2 separate regions of the Callithrix jacchus genome follow, and region 2 is linked to region 1. The links are chromatin contacts, called in public Hi-C maps. All regions are on one chromosome and are shown on one strand. Each heading gives the region's core, a stretch centred on a gene start, on an enhancer-like site or on the middle of the called end of the contact. The rest is flanking DNA. Distances are from core to core; before and after follow the strand shown. Region 1 overlaps EML4 (EMAP like 4). Region 2 has its middle 56 kb from the start of PKDCC.

Region 1 (5,034 bases), core at 910-3,409:
TACCTCTCATACAGAAAACAGGGAGCTAATAGCATTTTCCTGTGTTCTTTCTATTGCTGCATACATATGACTACTCCAAATGTCTCCTAAGAAACCTTCCTTCTTTACTTATAACTAGCATCTAACAACTAACCTAATTATTAATCGTTATCATCAACTTCTCAGTCACTCTCCAACTTACATACAAAGTTTTGATCTTACTATCTAACTTACCTTTCCAGCCACCATTAGAATGGGCAATTCCAGATCCATGTGAATATCCTAGCTGCTCTCCTCCTTAAGGAGTGAAGAGATAGCCACTACTCAGTTGAATAATCCACCTCTATAACCACTCACTTTATCATCCACAACAATTACTCATCTGAAATCTTAAAACTCATTATCGTGGCCCATAACCAGAAGCTCTTATCCTTTGTCTCTTTCACTCCTATTTCCCATCCCAATTCACTCTTTAGCTTCGTGGAAACTTTTGGTGTTAATATTGTTCCACTTTCTCCCCACCTATCAGCCTTGTCTTGGCTTCAATTTGTTCCCTCTCCAGCCTAAACCCCCAAGACATATCACTTCAACCACTCTTACTGCAATACTTTCAACTTTTGGCCCCTGGGTCTTCCCACACCACTTTTGTTTGTCAAGTCCTGTCTCCACCAATACCAGAATATTTTGGCTGCTCAGCTTTTCTGTTTCTATACAGTGGCTGCTGAGTACTGGAGACAGAGTGAAGGAATGAGAATATATACACACAATAGAGACCACCACAAAAACCCATGGTCATCAAACTCATTTTGGTCTCTCTCTATTTTCTAAGTGAACTCCAACTCCCATTGCCCCAGTAACTATTCCAAATCCCCATAACACTCTTCCTGCTTTCAATTTTCCAGTTTTCTACCTCATCCTTCTCAGAATGTCCTCACTTCCTCTTTCAAAGAGAAAACAGCAGACTCCAGGAAGAAATATTCCTCACCAAATTAGCATCCTTACCACCTTTTCTTTTTCTAAAAATTTTCCTTCTTTTTTTTTTTAGGTCTCACTATCTTGCCCAAGCTGGTCTTGAACTCCTGGCCTCAAGCAATCCTCCCACCTTGGTCTTCCAAAGTGCTGGGATTACAGGTGTGAGCCACTACACCCAGCCTCTCCCCACTCAATAAAACAGATGCCTCTTGAGTTAAATACCAAGCCTTCCCCCAGTGCTCTAGAGTGTCTCCCCTATTCCTATCTTACTTTTTCATTAAAAATTTTTGAGTATTTAAGTAGATATTTGAAATATTTCTTTGCAAATAGAACTCTTATCATTATTGCTTATATCTATCTTTTTGGTGGGTTCTTTTTTTTTTTTTTTTTTTACAAACATCAATTTTTCTATTAAAAATAAAAGATGGCTGGGAGCATGGTGGCTCATGCCTGTAAACCCAGTATTTCGGGAAGCTGAGGCAAGCAGATAGCTTGAGCCCACATAGTTGGAGACCAGCCTGGGCATAGGGCTAAACCTCGTCTCTACAAAAAAAAAAATACAAAAATTAGCCAGGAGTGGTGGTGCATACCTGTGGTCCCAACCACTTGGGAATCAGAGGTGAGAGGATCACCTGATCCTTGGAGGTCAAAGTTGCAGAGAGCAGTGATCTCACCACTGCACTTCCAACCTGGGTGACAGAAATCCTGCCTCAAAAAATAAAGACACAATTTACTTCCGTAAGCCAATATTTACTTTGATTACTTGCATGGCTTTTCATTTTTGCAGGGCTCTTCTACTGTATGTATTTATTCTATGGGCCTATAAAAACACTGAACAGAAGTGAAATTTACTTTTTCAAAGTAGGGGGCACTCTCACACTAATCTCCTATTATAAAGAATGAGACTTCCCTTCTCTTTCCTGCAGTAGAGGGCAGGGTGGAGACAGGGTAGTTACTGTATTAGGTATTACAGAAAACTCTCCCAGTCTCCTTTCCACAAACTCAAGCCAGAAACTCCTGCAGGGGTAGAGGGGGAAGGGATGTTACTAATTTGGTGGGTTAGCTTTCCTTGGACCTTATTTTTAACAGAAAGGAAATTAGGTTACTGCATAGAAAACAGGGCCATCTTTCCCTTTCTCACTCCAGCTCTTGTTAGGCTGATACCTAGGTACATAAAGTAAGCCTCTAATCTTCTCACTAGCTGCCAGATTAAGTGTATTCAGAGTAGGCATGGCAGAATGAATTCCCCTACAGTCTCACAGTCTAGATTTGCTGGTGACTGCAGCAGACTCTCAACTTATCCTTAGATCCATGTTATGATTTCAAATTCTGCTGTTATCAGAGAGTCTAAATTTTAGAAACAGATCAGAGTACTGGTCTTATGCTGTGTCCCTTATTTATCTCTTAGAACCTGGAGAGAGAAGGGCTAAATGACTGGCACTCCTAACTTCAATACTTACTATAAGTGTCAACAGATAATTATCATTAAGCACATATTAAGTGCTAATACTTTTATATGTCCTTTTAATCTAATCTTGCAAGGTAATTATTCTTATCCAAGTTCATTAATAAATGAATGTGTTAATTCACTCATTAAAGAATGAATGAATGCTAAGGCTCAGAGAGGTATATGACCAAGCTTCCAAAGCTAGTAAATTTTATAAACGAGGGTAAATCTCCAGTCTTTCTAATTCCAAAATTCTCAGTTAATGACCATATTCAATTCGGTGAGAATAAAATACTCCACCTAAGTTTGGTCAATGTATAGTATGGAAGTATGACCAATATTTAAACAATCATCAAAGATATATATTTGTCTGCCATGAAAAAGGAATAACTGTTCCTATAACATTTGGTTAATGAAGTACTAGGTTCTACAGGGAATTCAGTTACTGAAAAATAATTAACTTTAATAAAACTTGGTGCAATAAAGATTGGAGAAAAAGTCTCCAATAACCTGATGCCACATTTCCGTCCAGGCTTCCTGTAGTAAATATGTAATGTTTCAATAAAGCTCCTTGAAAAATGAGTCATCTTGAACCAAACATAATCAACAAAATAATGATTAACCAAAAGCTGGCAAAAATCCTAACAGAGTAATATAATTCAAATTCAGCCTCTTAAAAGATAACTCATGTTTAACACTGGTATCTCAGAAATGTAAGGCAATAATTGGGTTCACAGAATGGTCTACACATTGGCACAAGTATATGCAAATGTACATTTTGAATTTTCCTATGTCTTGAATTTTTATACTCACCATCATTTACCCACAAAACCTAACAAATGGATCCCACTCTATATAAAACTGAAAAATTATTTCCTAATGTTTACTAAAATCAATGTATTTTTGCTTATTTTGGTATGGCATAAAAACAGTATGCTACATTAGACATTATAATACTACAAATACTGTATCCTTAAAAATGTAATAATGTACTCTCACACAAAATTAGTTAATAGTCACGTAAGGCATATGCTCTAATGTTTTATCTCATAGCATGATGAAGTTATCATATACCCTCTTACTCAGGATGAAAGAAATCTACCAAATGACTAAAGTAAGTTAGGAAAAATACATTCCATGGCCACAAAACAAGGCCAAGTTAACTGGATCCTAAAGATATAAACCCGTAATTCTGACCTAAAAGAATAGCTTCTGTAACCAATGAGCTAGCTAATCATGCAACTACTTTCAAAGAACTAATAATTTTAAAATGTAATACTGATTACTCAATTTGGATATAAAGCAAAGTCTTTGCCAAACAATGTTGTTTGTTACTGTTTACAAGGATATTTATAAGAAAAAAATTAACTTTTAACTCTTATCTTACACCATATACAGAAATTAATCTGAGGTAGATCATAGACCTAAAAGTCAAAGCCCTAAGGAACAAATGATAAATCAGAACATAAAGATTAAAAATCCCTGCTCACTCCTGTAATCCCAGCATTTTGGGAGCTGAGACTAGTGAATTGCTTGAGCCCAGGAGTTCAAGACCAGAATGGGCAACATGGTGAAAATCCCATCTCTACAAAAAATGCAAAGATTAGCTGGGCATGGTAGTGCACATCTGTAGTCCTAGCTACTTGGTAGGCTGAGGCGAGAGGATCTACTGAGCACAAGAGGTGGAGGTTGTGTCAGCTGAGATCACATGAGCTACTACTGCACTCCAGCCTGGGCAACAGAGCAAGACCTTGTCTTAAAAAAATAAAGAAATAAAAAGATAAATTTAAAAGTCCTACTCAACCAAAAGATATCATTAACAAAATAATGAGGTAAGCCACAATGCAGGGGAAAATATTCACAGAATATTTTGACAAAAAATTTGTATCCATAGTACAAGTCAACAATAATATAAATTATCTGTGCAAAAAATAAAATAAAGAGAAATGAAAAATAAAGATCTGGATTCATGACTAGATTAAAAAAAAGAAATATAAAGAAAATAATTGAAAAATATACAAATATACTTTGTCTAATCTTATTTAAAAGGACTTGATTTCCTTAACCAAACATCACAGGATATCCCCCTTTCAAACAAACCATTAACATTACACATTAAAAGTTTATGATAACTAATCTTTTTATATATATTTATATAGGCTGTAAAAACAATGATTAATAAAATTAAAAATGAGCAAACATGAATTACCCTAATATGGTAAAAGGGAAATTCTACAACTATTTCACAATAAAGTAATGTTAACACATTTTAAAATAAGACTGCAGGTCAGGCACATTGTCTCAGGCCTGTAATCCCAGCACTTTAGGAGGCCAAAGGGAGAGGGATCACTTGAGCCCAGGAGTTCGAGACAGTATGGGCAACATAGTGAGATCTCATCTCTACAAAAAATAAAAATACTAGCTGGGTATGGTGGTGCATGCCTGTACTCCCAGCTACGCAGGAGTCTGAAGCAGGAAGACTGCTTGAGCCCAGGAAGTCAAGGCTGCAGTAAGACATGTTTGTGCTGCTGTACTCCACGCAAGCCAGCCTAGGTGACATATCAAGATCCCACTTCATTAAAAAAAGGAAAAGGGGGTGGGGTGGGGTGGGGGAGGAGAACAGCTATAACAACAAA
Region 2 (5,034 bases), core at 1,095-3,594, 93 kb after region 1:
CTCCCAAAGTGCTGGGATTGCAGGTGGGAGACACCTCGCCCAGCCTCCTTTTGTCTATTTTTATGCTTAGGCTCAAAAAGAATGGACAGCATGTATTTCTACCTAAGCATAAAAAGTTTTCCCTGGGTTATTGGGTTTTCATTTCTGAAGACTCCTGTGTCCCATAAAATTTTGATTCAATAAATTTGTCATGCTTTTCTGTTGTTAATCAGTCTTTTGCCATAGCAATGACCCTGGTGATGGGTGAGGAAAGGTATCACATCTTTTCTGCCCCCACAGTAGGGATTTAATGAACTGTACCACACCAAGTCCCAGGCCCAGGAGGCTGGGCTCAGAAAGTCCCACTGAGTTCCTAGGTACCAGCCTTCTGGTAGAGCAACTTTCTCTTCTAGTGTGGCTCTATCCCTTCTTTGCATATGCCTTCAGCTGCTTTCCCCTCTTTTAGGTCTACTCTGCCTCGAGCCTATGTTTTAATCATATTAAAAAATGCTATTAAAAGTGTAGAATCAAGGGCTGGATGGAGTGGCTCAAGCCTGTAATCCCCAGCACATTCTTAGGCTGAGGTGGGCAGATCACTTGAGTCCAGGAGTTCAAGACCAGCCTGGGCAACATAGTGAAACCCTGTAACAAAACAAAAAACAAAACAAAACAATTAGCCAGGAATGGTGGCACATGCCTGTAGTCCCAACTACTAGGGAGGCTGAGATGGGAGGATCGCTTGAACCTGGGAGGTCAAGGCTGCAGTGAGCCATGATGGTGCCACTGCACTCCAGCCTAGGTGACAGAGCAAGATCCTGTTTCAAAAAGAAAAAGTTTAGAATCAAATTTTAAATTGTAAAATCTGATTGAGGTTGTTGCCTTCCAACTATGCTTATCTATCTAGAAAGAGAAGCCAGCGTTTCTTGAAGCCTGGACACAGTGTGGGGTCCAAGAGAGAAGGCCTCTAAAAATACCAGGGGGAGGGAGGGGGAGGTTTGCGATTGAGAGTTAGGGAGGTGGATCTAGAGGAGAGGGCAAGCCCTCAGGTTGGGCCGCCAGAGGCTCCGGGGAGAAGAAAGAAAGGGAAGCCAGGCTTGCGATCCTGGTGGAGCCCGCTCCTCCCACCGCGTGGAGATCCGCCCTCAGCGCTGCGGTGGCCGGAAGTGCTAGGCTCGGGAGGGTGGGGGCAAGGGGCTGCCTGGGAGCTCAGTCTCCCGACTGGGCTGGGATATTTATAGCACCTGTGTTTCTGGGTCTGCGTCCACCTGGATTTATTTATGCGGCCCGTGGCTGTGGCGCGTGTGGGGAATGAGGGGGGCGCATCTCTCTGCAAGGGTTCTCGGCCTTGGGACTCTGGCTGGAAGGGAAATGACAAATCACAACCAGGGGCTGTCTGGGGGAACACAGGCAGAGCACCGCTTGGTGCTGCGCCTGTAAAGCCGCGGGTGGTTGGGCCTGGTGAAACTCGGGGCTTTCCAGGGCCACGCGGTGTCGCATTTGCGGCCGCCGTGGGTGTGGGTGAGGCAGGTGTGGGCGATGGGGAAGCGATTCCCCCTCCAAGTCGCCCCGGGCTCTGGCTCTCACGCCTTCCTCCGCAGCGCCTGGGAAGAATTAAAGGCGGAAAAATGTTCTGTCTCAAGAGGGATCTGTACTTGGAAAGAGAACTGGGAGAGCACGTGGTGGCCGGCCCCATCTGCAGACCCACAACTGGAGAGTCCACGTTTGCGAACCCATCTGCACTTTCGACTTCCCCTAATCACTACGTGTCTGGCCGTGCTCAGACTGCGATGACATCATTTTTTAAAAATGTAAATAACTGTCCTTTGGGCTTTTCAAGAACCTAGTGATTGAGGAGAGGGCCACGCTGAATCTTGAGGAAGGCCGTGTTGTGGGACCTTCAGGCGTTGTTTAAGCTGTGCAGAGAGCAGTCTTGGGCAGGCCCCAGCCCTCTCCTCTGCCCACTTGCAAAGCCTGGCCTGCCTGCTGCACCCGCAACTGTGCTGGAGGAGAGGCGAGGGGGCAGGGCGGGCGCTAAGATCCTGTGCGGAAAGCCAGGACCCTCATGGTACCTAGGGAAGTGAAAATCGCGTTGACAGTTGTCCAACGCTTTCCTTTTCTTTCACACCCCCCGCCCGGGCAGCACAGTGAGGCAGGCACTCCTGCCAACGCCCCCATTTCACAGAAGAAGAAACTGAGGCTTAGGCAAAGCAACTTGCTCCAGGGTGACGGAGCAAGTGTCAACTTCAGTTTCCAGCTCGGACTCGGGGGACCATCCGGGGCATTCCGGGGAGGGGGCGCCTGGGCCGGGGACCACCGCGCAGGGCTGGGAGAGGTTCTGGCAGAGGCACGGGGTGGAGCAGGAGCCCGGCAGGGCCGCATGGGCCTGGAGCTGCCGGAAAGGTCGGTCTGGTGGCCCAGGACGAGGGGGCGGCTGGCCGGGAATCTTGAGAAGTATGGCGGGGCCCGGGCAGCTGCCAGGCTCGCGCTGCGGTCGACGGCGGGCAGGCCACATACCGCGCGGCTTGGAGGAAATGGCTGGGATTCCTCCCGCGGTGCAGTGCAGGGGCCTCGGGCAGGCGGGCGGGGCTCCCCCAGTGGGACGGGGCGGGGTCGGGGCGCGGCGGAGGGTGAGCCCAGATCCCGGCGCTGGAGAGGGCGGCCCCGAACCGGGTCCTCGTCCCCGGAGCGCTCCCGCCACTCTGCCAGTATCTGGGCCTCCAGAGACCCGTGAACCCTCGAACAGGGGAGCGTGTGAAGGGGCGCAGGTTCGGCTCCCGCAGAGACCCCTCGGCCCCGCTCAGCGTCTCTGCTTCAGCAGGGCCTGAGGGTTCAAGAGGGGCCTGGGTCACCCACTCTCAGAGCGGCCCTGCAGCCCCTGCAGCCCCTGCTGATCCCGAATCAGGCCCTGCCTTCTGGGTTGGCTAACGACACGCTTGGAGCGCAGCGCAAGAGGATGCAGGGGACCTGGGTTCTGCCTGGGGGCAGTAGGGCCTCCGCAGATCCTGGCTTCAGCTTTGGAAAGCGCTGGTCGCTGAGGACCCCAGTGTTCTAGGCCCAGCCTGGGGCCTTTCTGCTGCAGGCATGGTGGGCCAGGCAGAGTTGGCTTCGAGGGGATGGGGCTGGCGGTGAGGGAGAGGCCGGCCGCGGGTGAGATTGTTGCGGCCAGTGGGGAGGGTGAGGGTTAGAAGCAGAGCCGGGAGAATGGCAGCTGAGGTCAGTTATGACCTGGGCCTGAGTGACGAGGCCGGATCACACTATACAGAGGCATGGAGGTGTGAGAAGGAGACTGAAAACCTGGGGGTTGGGTTAGCTTGAGAACGCTCCCAGCTTCCCCTAGACTCAAGCAAAACCGTGATTTGGCTGGGGAATTGGAAAGGGGAAAAGAGAATGGAGAACCTTAGGTTGGGTACCCTCTAACATCTGCTAATAGGATGGCCCCTGGCACTTGGAACAGGGTCTGATTAACGGATCCATGATCTCTCTCCTCCCTCAGTCTCCACTGGGACGTCTGATCCTATCAACAGTGGCATTTGAAAGGCTTTACCTTCTGTCCTGCCCCTGAACTCTTCCCGCTGTTGACTGCTGTACTCACACCCCCCTGCCCTGTTTTTCCAACCCCAGGTAGGATCTTCCTCCCCTTCACTGGTTTCCAGCTCCAATGGTGCCTATTCTCTATGGATGATTCCTTGACCCTCTCCCCCAACTTCTACTCCTGCTTCCACAGCCACAGTATTGCACTTTTCACACTGGATCGTGAATATTCACTTGTAAACTTATCTCCCTAGCTTGACCATAGCTCTATAAGGGCAGAGATTGGCCAAATCTTCTATAGCTTTGTGGATCTACTGTATTAGGCCATTTTCACATTGCTGTAAAGAAATACCTGAGACTAAGCAGTTTTTTATAAAGAAGAGAGGTTTAATTGGCTCATGGTTCTGCAGGCTTTAGAGGAAGCATGGTGCTGTCATCTGCTCAGCTTCTGGTGAAGCCTCATGGAGCTTTCAATCATGGTGGAGGGCAAAGGGGGCATCTCACGTGGGCAGAGGAGGAGCAAGAGAGAGCATGGAGGGAGAGGCACCACATACTTTTGAACAACTAGATCTCATGAGAACTCACTCACTGTGGTGAGGAGTACACCGAGCCATGTGGGTTCCACCCCCATGACCGACACCTTCCTACCTCCAATGTTGGGGTTACAATTCAGTATGAGATTTTGAGGGGATACACATCCAAACCATTGTACCTATTGTCTAGAATTGTGTTTGCCTTTACAGTAAATGCACTACCTAAATGTTTGCTGAATGAATGAGAGAAAGAGGAAGGAATTGGGTGGGGACAGTATAAATAGAAGCAGAGACCAGAGGAAACGCAGGCCAGATGTGGAACTTGCTAGAAAGCTCTCATCGTTGCTTCCTGCATACACAGAGAACTTGCTATCCAGACCCTGCCCTGCCCTCTCTTACCTTCCATTCCAAGGTGGGCCCAGTCCAGAGGGTCCAGAACCACCACTTCCCCAAGACCACTCTGAACTGCACACCTTGATCCAACCTCAGTGCCAACCCCCACTCTCGCTTTCTTTCTTACCCTGGCTTGAGGCTCTGAGTTTGGTTTAGATGCTATGCACCTGTTTCTGTAGCCCGCCGTCCCCCTACCTCTGTTCCCCATGCTGGTGCACCTCATTTCTCAGCTTAGGGCTCCACAAGGTCTGACTCTACATGAAGCAGTGTTGTTCAGCCATTCCAAATAAAACTAGAACTCGGGAGGTAGTGCCCTGGCCCAGGGCTGGGGGCAAGCATGACAGTGGCTTTGTCCACCTTCTTCCAAGGTAGGATGGCTTCAAGTTCAGAAGCAGAACAGGGATCGAGTTTCCCAACCTGGGAAACTGGCCCACATTTCCTGAGTCTGAATGGCCTGCTGAAGTTTCCACTGAGTAGCCTGATCTAGGCCTGGGAAGGGGCTCCCTACAGATCACGTCCTCTGTCAGGCCCTGGGAGGAAATAGGAGATCCATGTCAGGCCTGTTCTGATGCACTTACCCCTCCTCAGACTGACTGGT

What was found. A called contact is a pair of places that touch in the nucleus more often than the background predicts.
Region 2: a contact with region 1 is called in a Hi-C map of induced pluripotent stem cells, with 3 times the contacts expected there. The contact joins two enhancer-like sites. A contact is called at or near these places in 2 of 3 Hi-C or Micro-C datasets (induced pluripotent stem cells and skeletal muscle).

Annotation. Positions count from the first base shown.
Region 1 is chr14:72,653,947-72,658,980 of calJac240_pri, forward strand. The region is part of intron 1 of EML4 (EMAP like 4); the gene reads right to left. Among named protein-coding and RNA genes, the nearest start is that of EML4, 27 kb to the right of the region's middle. Within about 2 kb of position 2,160, at least 3 of the 16 cell types and tissues checked have an H3K27ac peak or open chromatin away from gene starts, as enhancers often do.
Region 2 is chr14:72,747,102-72,752,135 of calJac240_pri, forward strand. No RefSeq gene overlaps it. Among named protein-coding and RNA genes, the nearest start is that of PKDCC, 56 kb to the right of the region's middle. Within about 2 kb of position 2,345, at least 12 of the 16 cell types and tissues checked have an H3K27ac peak or open chromatin away from gene starts, as enhancers often do.